Linked DNA regions of Oryzias latipes: region 1 is linked to region 2. Evidence: chromatin contacts called from public Hi-C data. All regions are on one chromosome and are shown on one strand. The core of a region is the stretch at or near the end of the contact, and the rest is flanking DNA. Distances in the headings are between cores, read along the strand shown.

What was found. A called contact is a pair of places that touch in the nucleus more often than the background predicts.
Region 1: a contact with region 2 is called in a Hi-C map of gastrula embryo, with 9 times the contacts expected there. The contact joins the promoter of LOC101169548 here to the promoter of LOC111948388 in region 2. A contact is called at or near these places in 2 of 5 Hi-C or Micro-C datasets (embryo and gastrula embryo).

What each region holds. Positions count from the first base shown.
Region 1 is chr12:14,321,527-14,326,546 of ASM223467v1, reverse strand. It overlaps LOC101169548 (calcium-binding protein P), which reads left to right and starts at 1,398. Exons shown (of 2, transcript XM_011481843.3): 1 at 1,398-1,859; 2 at 2,357-3,793. The coding sequence starts at 2,360. The coding sequence ends at 3,592. It overlaps LOC101169795 (protein phosphatase PTC7 homolog), which reads right to left and starts at 12. Exons shown (of 6, transcript XM_004074797.4): 1 at 1-12.
Region 2 is chr12:13,810,471-13,815,135 of ASM223467v1, reverse strand. It overlaps LOC111948388 (paramyosin-like), which reads right to left and starts at 2,132. Exons shown (of 1, transcript XM_023961171.1): 1 at 1-2,132. The coding sequence starts at 1,521. It overlaps LOC101162147 (carbonic anhydrase 15-like), which reads right to left. Exons shown (of 8, transcript XM_023960601.1): 7 at 4,580-4,665; 8 at 3,699-4,495. The coding sequence ends at 4,283.

The DNA.
Region 1 (5,020 bases), core at 149-2,648, 510 kb before region 2:
ACCGTTTACTACAGTGACGTCACCAGAGCATGCGCCGACGCCTCCCAGAAAAAAAAAACTTTATTGTTTGAAGCGCCGAAAGGAAAAAAAACGTTGAGTCGGTGACCTATTAAATAAATTTTACATTTTTGACACAAGTTACTGAAGATTGTTATCATTATTTTTATAAGAACACATCCAAGGTAAACACAAATTTTAAATGGTCAATGGAGGTTTACTCTGAATACTGAACGATTCTAATGAATACTAATTCTAATCAATTATCATTTATAAAACTATCTCTGACACAAACGTCTTTCTATTTAGATTAAACGTTTTTAAAAAGTAATACACAAGGCAAATGTGTATTTTAATTCTGCTAGATAATTTTAAATGAATAAATGTGAACAAATAAATTATTATACCATTGCCTTTTAGTTATTATGTCACCAGATGCATCTTAATCTGATGGCATCTGTATGGTGACAATAAAGCATTCTATTCTATTAGATTCTATTCTATTTCTATTTTATTCTATTGTATTGTCCATTCTATCATTGTCCATCCACAAAGTCTAACCTCTATTTCCCAACACTCACCTAATCTGACCCAGCAGGGTTGGTTTATTAAGAAGACCTAATTTAAAAAAACAACAACTTTAAAATGGAAATGAGTGTTGAGTCAGAGTTACTACCATAGGGTCAAACAACAAATAACATCCGAGGATCTTAGTTATTTCTACAACTAAAACCACAATAAATAATTAAAAAACAAAAACATTAAAACTAAAGACTATTTTAGAAACACCCCAGAAAGCATTGCGATTATTTAGACCATCCTCTAGGCACAATAACAAGGTTTATTCAAAAGGAAATGCTGTTAGTAGTATTATACTATCTAGATCTTTAGCTGCCCCCCCCCCCCTTACTTTTTTTTTACATCTGCTGTGAACAAGAGCGAGCAGAGAGGACTATTTCAATAAAATGTTAGTACAGCCTGAATTGTTAAAGCAGCATCTTTTGTTTCTTAGTATGAAGAACCTGCCGGAATTTCTACTCCACAGGTTTTTCTCAGAATCGCACTGCACAGATTTGTCCATAGTTTTTATCATTCTCAGAACGTAATTGCCGATTTCATCAACTGCCGATGAACCCTGTGCTATTAGGTGTGTCATCGTCAGTCGTGATATTCTCTGGTGGATGCTCCTCTTCTTTTTTAATCGTATTATATTATATTATATTATATTATATTATATTATATTATATTATATTATATTATATTATATTATATTATATTATATTATATTATATTATATCGACCTCGTATCTTATCTGCTAACAAACTTGATTGTGACGACCAAACAAATGTATGAAAGTCACCGGAAGTCTTTTGGTGTGACGTTGTGCTCCACCTAAAAGTGACCGGCACAAACACATTCTGTCGGCTTTACTTCTACATTTTTTTATTTTAAATTTATAATAGAAGGTACTTAACATTAACATTTTACCAATTAAAAACATTTTATTTTTAAACTGGTTTCGCCGATAAAATATTACCATACACGAAACATGTACCTTGTTGTCATTTAGTCTCACATTTATTCATCTTTGCAGGCCACCAAAAGAACTATAGTGGGTTTTGGTGGACAATATCAGTCGAAAAATTGTATTTAATCAGAGAAATAAAATGTCATTAGGAAGATTATTGGACGTGCAAGCTCCTCGTAATTTCGCAGAAGTGACTCGTGTGTGTTTAGCTCCGCCTTAACCCAGGCTGCAGCCTTCTGTCTCTCGCAGTAACGGAAAAGCGACGGTGGGAGGACAACAAACGCAGCTTCTCAGAAACGCATCCTAGGAGCACGGACAGGCCATCTCAGCACGGTAGGAATAATGATAATAATATTAATGAAAACATCCGGCCATTCATTAGTTTAAGACGAATACCATACAACAATCATATTGCAGCATATTATGTATGTACCACGCGTGTTGTTATTCATCGAGGATTACGCGACTAGGCTGGCGAAATGGTAACGATGCGTTCAATGTTGTCAGTAAAAACAGGTGGCGCAATGTAAATCTTTCATTCGTTTAAATGGAAATAAATCGTAACATGACTCGAATAAATAAGTGATGCGTATAATAACAAGTCATTCCCCTTCAGTTGCTATTTTTTATTTGTAATTAAAGGATGGGCTCAATAGATGATGATTGAAGAAACAATTATATTATTTACTAGGTGTTTATCTAGTGTTTTTGATTATGAAATGTCAAGTAACAAGACTATTTATTTTCCATCCCTTACATCACAGGATAAAGATAACAAAGATGACTTGTGAGTTTGTTGTAATTGCTGTTTTCAATCTTTTCTCTTGAAGGCCATGATGGGAAGATTGTGTCAATTGGGCCTTTTGTCCCTCCTTATTATATCTCTCCTCAATATGGAACCGGCACGGGCTAAGAGAAGTAGCAGCAGCAGCAAGAAATCCTCATCGTCAAGCAACAAGGGTGGGACACACTCAAAGCCATCCAGTTCTCAGCCAGGAAACTACCCCCGGCAGCCACAGAATCCCGCCCGCAACCCAAATCCGTATCCTCCCGGAGGAAGTTATCCCCATCCTGGAGCAGGCAATCCTAATCCCGGAGGATATCCCAGGCAAAATCCACCAAATAATCCAGGAGCTGGCCATTATCCAAACCAGAATCCCGGGGGTTATCCTGCAGGTGGCTACCCAGCTGCAGGTGGAAACCCAGCTGGAGGGTATCCTAATCAATATCCAGGCAAAGGAGGATATCCTAACCAGTACCCTGCTGGTGGTGGATATCCTAACCAAAACCCTGGGAGGAATTATCCTAATCAATATCCAGGAGCTGGATACCCAGCTGGAGGGTATCCTAACCAATACCCAGGCAGAGGAGGTGTAAATCCTGGTGGTTACCCCAACTGGAATCCAAATAACAACGTGTACAATTCCAGGTTTGGCGGAGGAGGTTATGGACAGCCTGGCTATGGGATGGGCGGGTCTCCTTTCTCTCGTTCAGTGCAGGGCATGGGGATCCAGCCCAGGTCTACTGGTTTTGCAAAAAAAGCCATGATGGCAGCAGGTGTTGGTGCTCTTGCTGGGATGGCTGTGGGATACGGACTAGGGCGCTTCCCTCGACCGCATTTTAATTTCCGGAACCCTGAAGAAGAATCCTACTACAACAACTACATGTACCGTCGTTACGGTAAGGAATCCACAGATGAGAAAGACTATGGCCGAGATTACGTCTACAAAATTCCTCCACGCGCAGAGTCCTATGAGAAGTTCATGGCGCGCTGCATGAATGAGACCGACAACGGCCAGGCCAGTCGCTCCCCTGCTCCCGTGAGTGGAGTGGATACTGAGGAGGATGACACCGTCAGCATTCAGGAGATTGGGTACCCTGCCCTTATTGAGCAAATGAAGTCCCGGCGCTGCGTGGAGAAGTACATGATCTACTCAGAGCAGTTCCTTGAATCTCGATCGGAGCAACAGTCCCAGGCCGGTCGTAGCAGTGCTCTGAGCTACGGGTTATTTGAGCTTTTCACTTCCTGTTTCATGCTCCTTTCCAGCATGCTCCTGCTCCAGTGAGGAAAAACAACTTCCTCACTCTTTTTACTTCATCTCTAATGTAATTTTTACTCCCATTGTTTGTACATGCATGGCTACTTCCTCTCAATATGTATGTAACTGCCACGGTGGAAACAACAACCTTCCTAATACAAATAGCGGAGAGAAACATGTATGTAATATCCAAAAGAGCTTGTGAAAGCTTTCTAAAAGAGGTGGCTTCTAGTATATTTAGATCATCTTTTTTGTGTTGCACAAACAGTACAGTTGTTATCTCTTGTATTCATTTAGACTTTTGTTGCTCTAGCGTTGTTTTGCACTTAAAAGTTTTCGTGTACTGAAACCAGAACCAATCGGATTCAATTCTAATGGCTAGATGGGACAGAAAATAATCACTAAAGCTGTTTTACAGGACCTTTCACAGGTACATTTGTCAGTTTTGCAAAAGCTGTCACTAAAACGTCTTTTATATGCGCTCAGGCTTCAAATAGTCTGCTAGCATCTTGCATAACTAAGCCATGATTCTGTCTCTCCATTATTTTTGTCAAGAAACTGGAAGTTGAATTTATTGAAGTCACAGTTATTTATGTTTAAAAATCTAGTTTTGGCAGCTGGTTTCTGGTTTGTAATGCAAACCTAGCACTTCGAGAGGACAAAAGTATCCTCTAAGTTGTTCTGATAATGTCCTGCACTGAAAGCTAGGAGTTGCTCCATATTTTGGCAGTTTTATTTATTTATGTGCTCAAAACAATTCCTTTTTCACCTTTATAAAAGTTACTGAAAAGTCCAATTTTGGTTGCATCGATGTTGTGATTGCAGTGGGACTTACAGTTGGCGAGTATTCCTGTGACTCATTGTAATAAGTAACACAATGTTAAAAGAAACATTACAGACTGCTTAAAGAACTGGCTAATTGACTTTTCTTCCTTTTATGTTCCTGAGGATCACTTGGAGATCCAAAGGTCAGCTTTTCTCCTTAATTTCACACAAACATTTCTGGCTTTAGGCTGTAATTAAAGCACTGCTGTAAAAGTTTTTTTAATGTGTCCCATGTGTAGTTAGTCAATGATGACATTTTCAAGGGACTTTAAACTTAAAATAACAAATACAGAAACTATCCTAAAGTGATGCTCTCTGTTACGTGCATGTTCCTGTTTTCAGCTAGCCTTTCACCAAACCCCTTTATAGTTTTATATTAGAATCCAGTATTGTTGTTTTACATGTTTGTTCTAATAAGTTCCTCCCAGGTTTACTTTATTGATGCCATGTTGTATGAGAAAGATCTGTGAAGTGCACTTATTCCCAATTTAAACTGGAATTTCCATTACTGTTTCCATAAGCTTTTATTTTGAAGTTTAAATGCATGGTATAAGCCTGTTTCTGATTTACATTGTGAATTCCTCGTGTTATTCATAAAATGCTATGGATTATAATTTAGGTTATTGTGGA
Region 2 (4,665 bases), core at 883-3,382:
CTTTTCTAAATCTTTGGTGAGGTTAAAATTTTGTTTCTTCAATTCTGCAATGCTGGTCTCCATTTGTGGATATTCTGTGGCCAATCCTTCTAATTGTTCTTTCATGATTTCCAGATTTGTGCGTTCCTCCAAAAGGGATTTATTGATTTCTTGGACTTTGCTGATGGACTCTGTGGTTTCATTGAATTTTTCCGTCATTGGCCTGAAGTCCTCACATTGCTGTGAAAGAACTCTGATCTGCTGCTTTATTGTTTTGTATTCACTCTCCACAGCCTTTTTCTCAGCCTGCAAAGAGGAATACTGAAGCATCATGTCAGAGTCTTTCTCATTCTTTTTCTCCAGCTCTGTCAACTTTTCTTTCAGGTTGGCATTTTCTTTCTGCAGAGACTGGAACAAATCCGATTCTTCTTTGTACTTCTGTTCCAACTCATCTGGAGACACACCAAGGTTTTTGCGGATGCGTGCCCTTTCCTTGTGTAGCTTTACTTTTAGAGTTGAGAACTCCGAGGTGAGGACTCTGTTTTGGGTTGAGACCGTTTGTTGTTCAGCTTTCAATGCAGCAAATGTTTCTTTTAAATCTTGGAGATTTTTGAGGTTCTCCTGATGGTCTTTGACTTCTTTGGTGAAACGTTCATTTTCTTGTTTCAACGTTAGAATGTATGATTTGGCTTGAAGGTATTCTTGTTCTGACTGGATAAGTTGTTCCTGCTCTTTTTTCAGATTTTCCAGTGTTTTCAAGAGTTCAGCGTTGTTTTGTCTCAGTCCATTAAGGTTGATGGTAATGTCCTGGTGCTGCTGAACCCAAAGTTTTGCCTCCTCACACTGCACAGTGAGCTGGATAATTTCAGTATCAAGGCTAGAGTTCTCCTCTTCCAGAGACTTGGTTTGGATGAGGATGGAGGCGTGACGTTGTTTTGTTGCTGCCTCCTCCTCACGATGGCTTTGGAGGTCTTTGAGCTGGTTCTGGAGGGCAGTGTTTTTGTCCTGCAGTGTTTGGAGGCGATTCTTCTCGTCTTTGAGCTGAAGTTCCAGAGGTTCAAGGGCCACAAGGGTGGTTTGGACCCTGTGAACCTCTTTCAGTAGCTCACTGTTCTCCTGACTGAGAGCTTTGGCGGTGAGTTTGACTTGGATTAACTCGGTGGATAACTCTTTAGTATCCCGAACTCTGGCCTGGAGTTCCTTTAGAGTTTCTTTGAGGGTGGTGTTGGTCTCTGTCAGGAGGTTGACTTTTTCCTGTTGGTTCTTGCAACGGTCCTCCAGGGGTTTTTGCTCCTGGATTTTCTTGTTGACACGTTGCAAGTCCTTTTCCAGCTTCTTTGTAAGTGTGGCGGCCGATTTCTTTGCCTGGCAGAGTCCAGAGAAGGTCTCTCTCAGATTTTTCTTGCCTTCCAGCTCAGCGGCGAGGGTTTGCAGCTGGTTGGTCAGCAAGACGTTTTCCTGGACTCTTTTCTGAAGTTTGGAAAGGTTCTGTGTGAGGCAGCTCTCCTCAACACCAGAATTTCCAAAATGGCGAGGGAACATTTTAAATATTGATTTTCAGGATAACTAAGAAAATCTTTAAAATGTTCTCGTGGATGATAAAGAATGTAGATGCAGTTTTTGTAACGTAGAAAAAAACTGCGTGTTCCTCAGTAGCTCGAAGGTACCTGACGAGATTGCAAGGTTTTCGTAGCTGGGGAACAGAACGTATGCTCTCTGGTAGGAACCAAACGGGCAATGAAACAGAATTAGTTGAGGGTCCTATAAGGCAAAAACATGTGTGACATCATACTCTAAGCCTTTCCCCCATGAAGATCAAAGGCCTGGGCGGAGACATGCCCAGGCAAAGTCCTCTCGATGATGATGTCACACTTGGTAATGTCCCTCATCATGTGTGACATCACCAAGAGTGACATCACCAAGAGGAATGTCACTCATCGTGTGTTGCATGGCCCCTCCCCCCACTGTTTTGGGGCATTGCATTGCGCTTGGTGATGTGTGGCTTGGATGCAGCTGCTCGGCCATGGAAACCCATTCCAAGTTCTCTGCGTTCTGTACTTGGACTAATCTGAAGGTCATATCAAGTTTGGAGCTCTGTAGCAATTGAAGTCTGCAACCACTTTGCACTATGAGGTTCAACATCCGCTGACCCCTCTCTATCAATTATTTATATGTCTATCTATCTATCTATCTATCTATCTATCTATCTATCTATCTATCTATCTATCTATCTATCTATCTATCTATCTATCTATCTATCTATCTATCTATCTATCTATCTATCTATCTATCTATCTATCTATCTATCTATCTATCTATCTATCTATCTATCTATCTATCTATCTATCTATCTATCTATCTATCTATCTATCTATCTATCTATCTCTCTATCTATCTATCTATCTATCTATCTATCTATCTATCTATCTATCTATCTATCTATCTATCTATCTATCTATCTATCTATCTATCTATCTATCTATCTATCTATCTATCTATCTATCTATCTATCTATCTGTCTGTCTGTCTGTCTGTCTGTCTGTCTGTCTGTCTGTCTGTCTGTCTGTCTGTCTGTCTGTCTGTCTGTCTGTCTGTCTGTCCGTCTGTCTAACAGAAACCCAAACCTGCTGCAGTTTGTTGTATTTGAAAACATAGGATTTAGTCCGAACGTTTAGTTTGCAGTAATATGATGGAATTTCTGGAAGTTTCTGACTCCTGTGTGTGACAGCGGCGGCCGGCTCTGACAGGAACTCCGTTTCACCGCAGAGTGACGTTGCCTTCACTGACCCTGAGGGAGAACAGGCTAGCTCTGTGGCGTGTTGCCCCCAAGGCCGTGACAGGACGAGGGTGGTGTGATCGCATGCACAAGGGAGCAAGCCACAGTCACATGGCAGCACACGCCTCCACGACAAGGCAAGCCCTCTGATTGGTCGTATGATTTTACTCAGCTTGTTAATTAACTTCTGTTTGTTTTCAGTCATAGAAATAGCATGTTTTCTTTTTTATTCCATCTTTAAACATCACTTTGGAGTTCTATCTGGAATGCCGCATCAGAGTTGATCAACATAAAATTTACCTTTTTTTTCTTTTCCTAAAGCTTCCGCAATCGTTCCTGATCAGATAAAAAAACAATTTTCCGTTTTTCAGAAGGGTTAGAATCCCTGTAGAGCAAACTTTGTCTTTATTTTCACACGTTTACAATTATTTCTGCAGATTTTTTTTAATTTGAGCTTCAGCCTCGTGATTTCTAGTCGTCCTTTTCCAGATGTAGTTTTGACTTCTTTTGTTTTACATGTCGAGGCTCCAAATGTGCCTTTTTTTCCCCATTTCTAGCATTACCACTAGTGTCTCTGTGTTAAGGCGGTTACCTTTTGTACTTTTCCTGAAAATTCCTGAATTGCCGCTAGTCAGGAGGAGGAGGGATTTATAATGTATTAGTCAACTTTCTGTGTTTTTATGATCATGTTGCTTTTTTCTTTCAAAACCATTCATGTTCGTTTATTTATGATGTACATAGGTTACTTCAGGCTTTCAATCTACATATGAAATGTTCAAGAAGCCGCTGACCGGACCCAAACCATGATGAGTCCACCTCCATGTTCGAAAGTTAGAGGCGCTGTGTTTTTGTGTTTAAAAAAAGGCATTATTTTTCCTTTTGCAGGGCTCGCCTCATAAGTGAAGTTTATGTTTACCTTTTAGGTTAAAAAAGTAAAATTGGGCACAGATGTGACAGAAATTTATTTTTTTTATTGTTACAATACAAAACCTATTGTGGGATCTAAATGTTAAAATGACCAAAACATTTCAAATGATCTTGGTTTCAAAACTAACATAGCCCCCCCCCCCCCCCTTTTTTTTTGTTGTTGTTGCAAAGTTGTGGTTTTTATCATCAGACAAAAACTAGAAGAAATGTTGGATGCAAACAGGACTTTTCCAAAATGCATACAATGTTAACCCCTTCATGGCTGACTTTCTCTCTATCTATGTAAAAAAATATTCTTCAGTTTTTTCCGCTAAATTAAGTGGAGTCCTGGATTTAATGGTCCGTTGCAAATTAGCAACACATGGCGTTAAGGAGTTAAATGTTTCTGATTATCAATATCAAAAAGGTATTTATGGAAATAAGGCATGTTTATAGACATCTTTGAAGTTTGAGGAAAACTAGAAAAAGGCCTACAATGATAAAAACAAACACTTTCAAAATAGAATCTATATTATTCCTGTTTTGTTTAAACAATAAAACACAAGTTTAAAACTGAATTGACAGTGAAACTTGTCTTTGAGCAGCCAGCGGTGATGGGGGCTAAAGCCCAAAGCTTCCCAGAAAGGTGATGGGGAGCAAAAGCACTGCTGCCCTGATGGGCCGTCCTGCCGCGCCCTTCGGCAGTATGGCGTCTCTGGAGGCGGTCACGCTGCGACCGAAGGTGGGGTGGATGTGTCTGAAATTGTTCTGCAGCGGGGTCACCTGCTCTGCGTCCTCCTCCGTGGCGAAGATCTGAGAGGTAAACTGAGCCAGCTGAGAAGAAGACGGCAAACAACTCAAATCACTTTCTGCAGATAAAAAAAAAAAAAACTTTTTTTTTTTAATTTGCAGACATACTTGAGACCATGAGATGTAAATGGGGACTTGATATAAAGTCCATACGACTGCTTGAGAGCAAGGAGGGGTGGTGAGGCTGCCGTAGT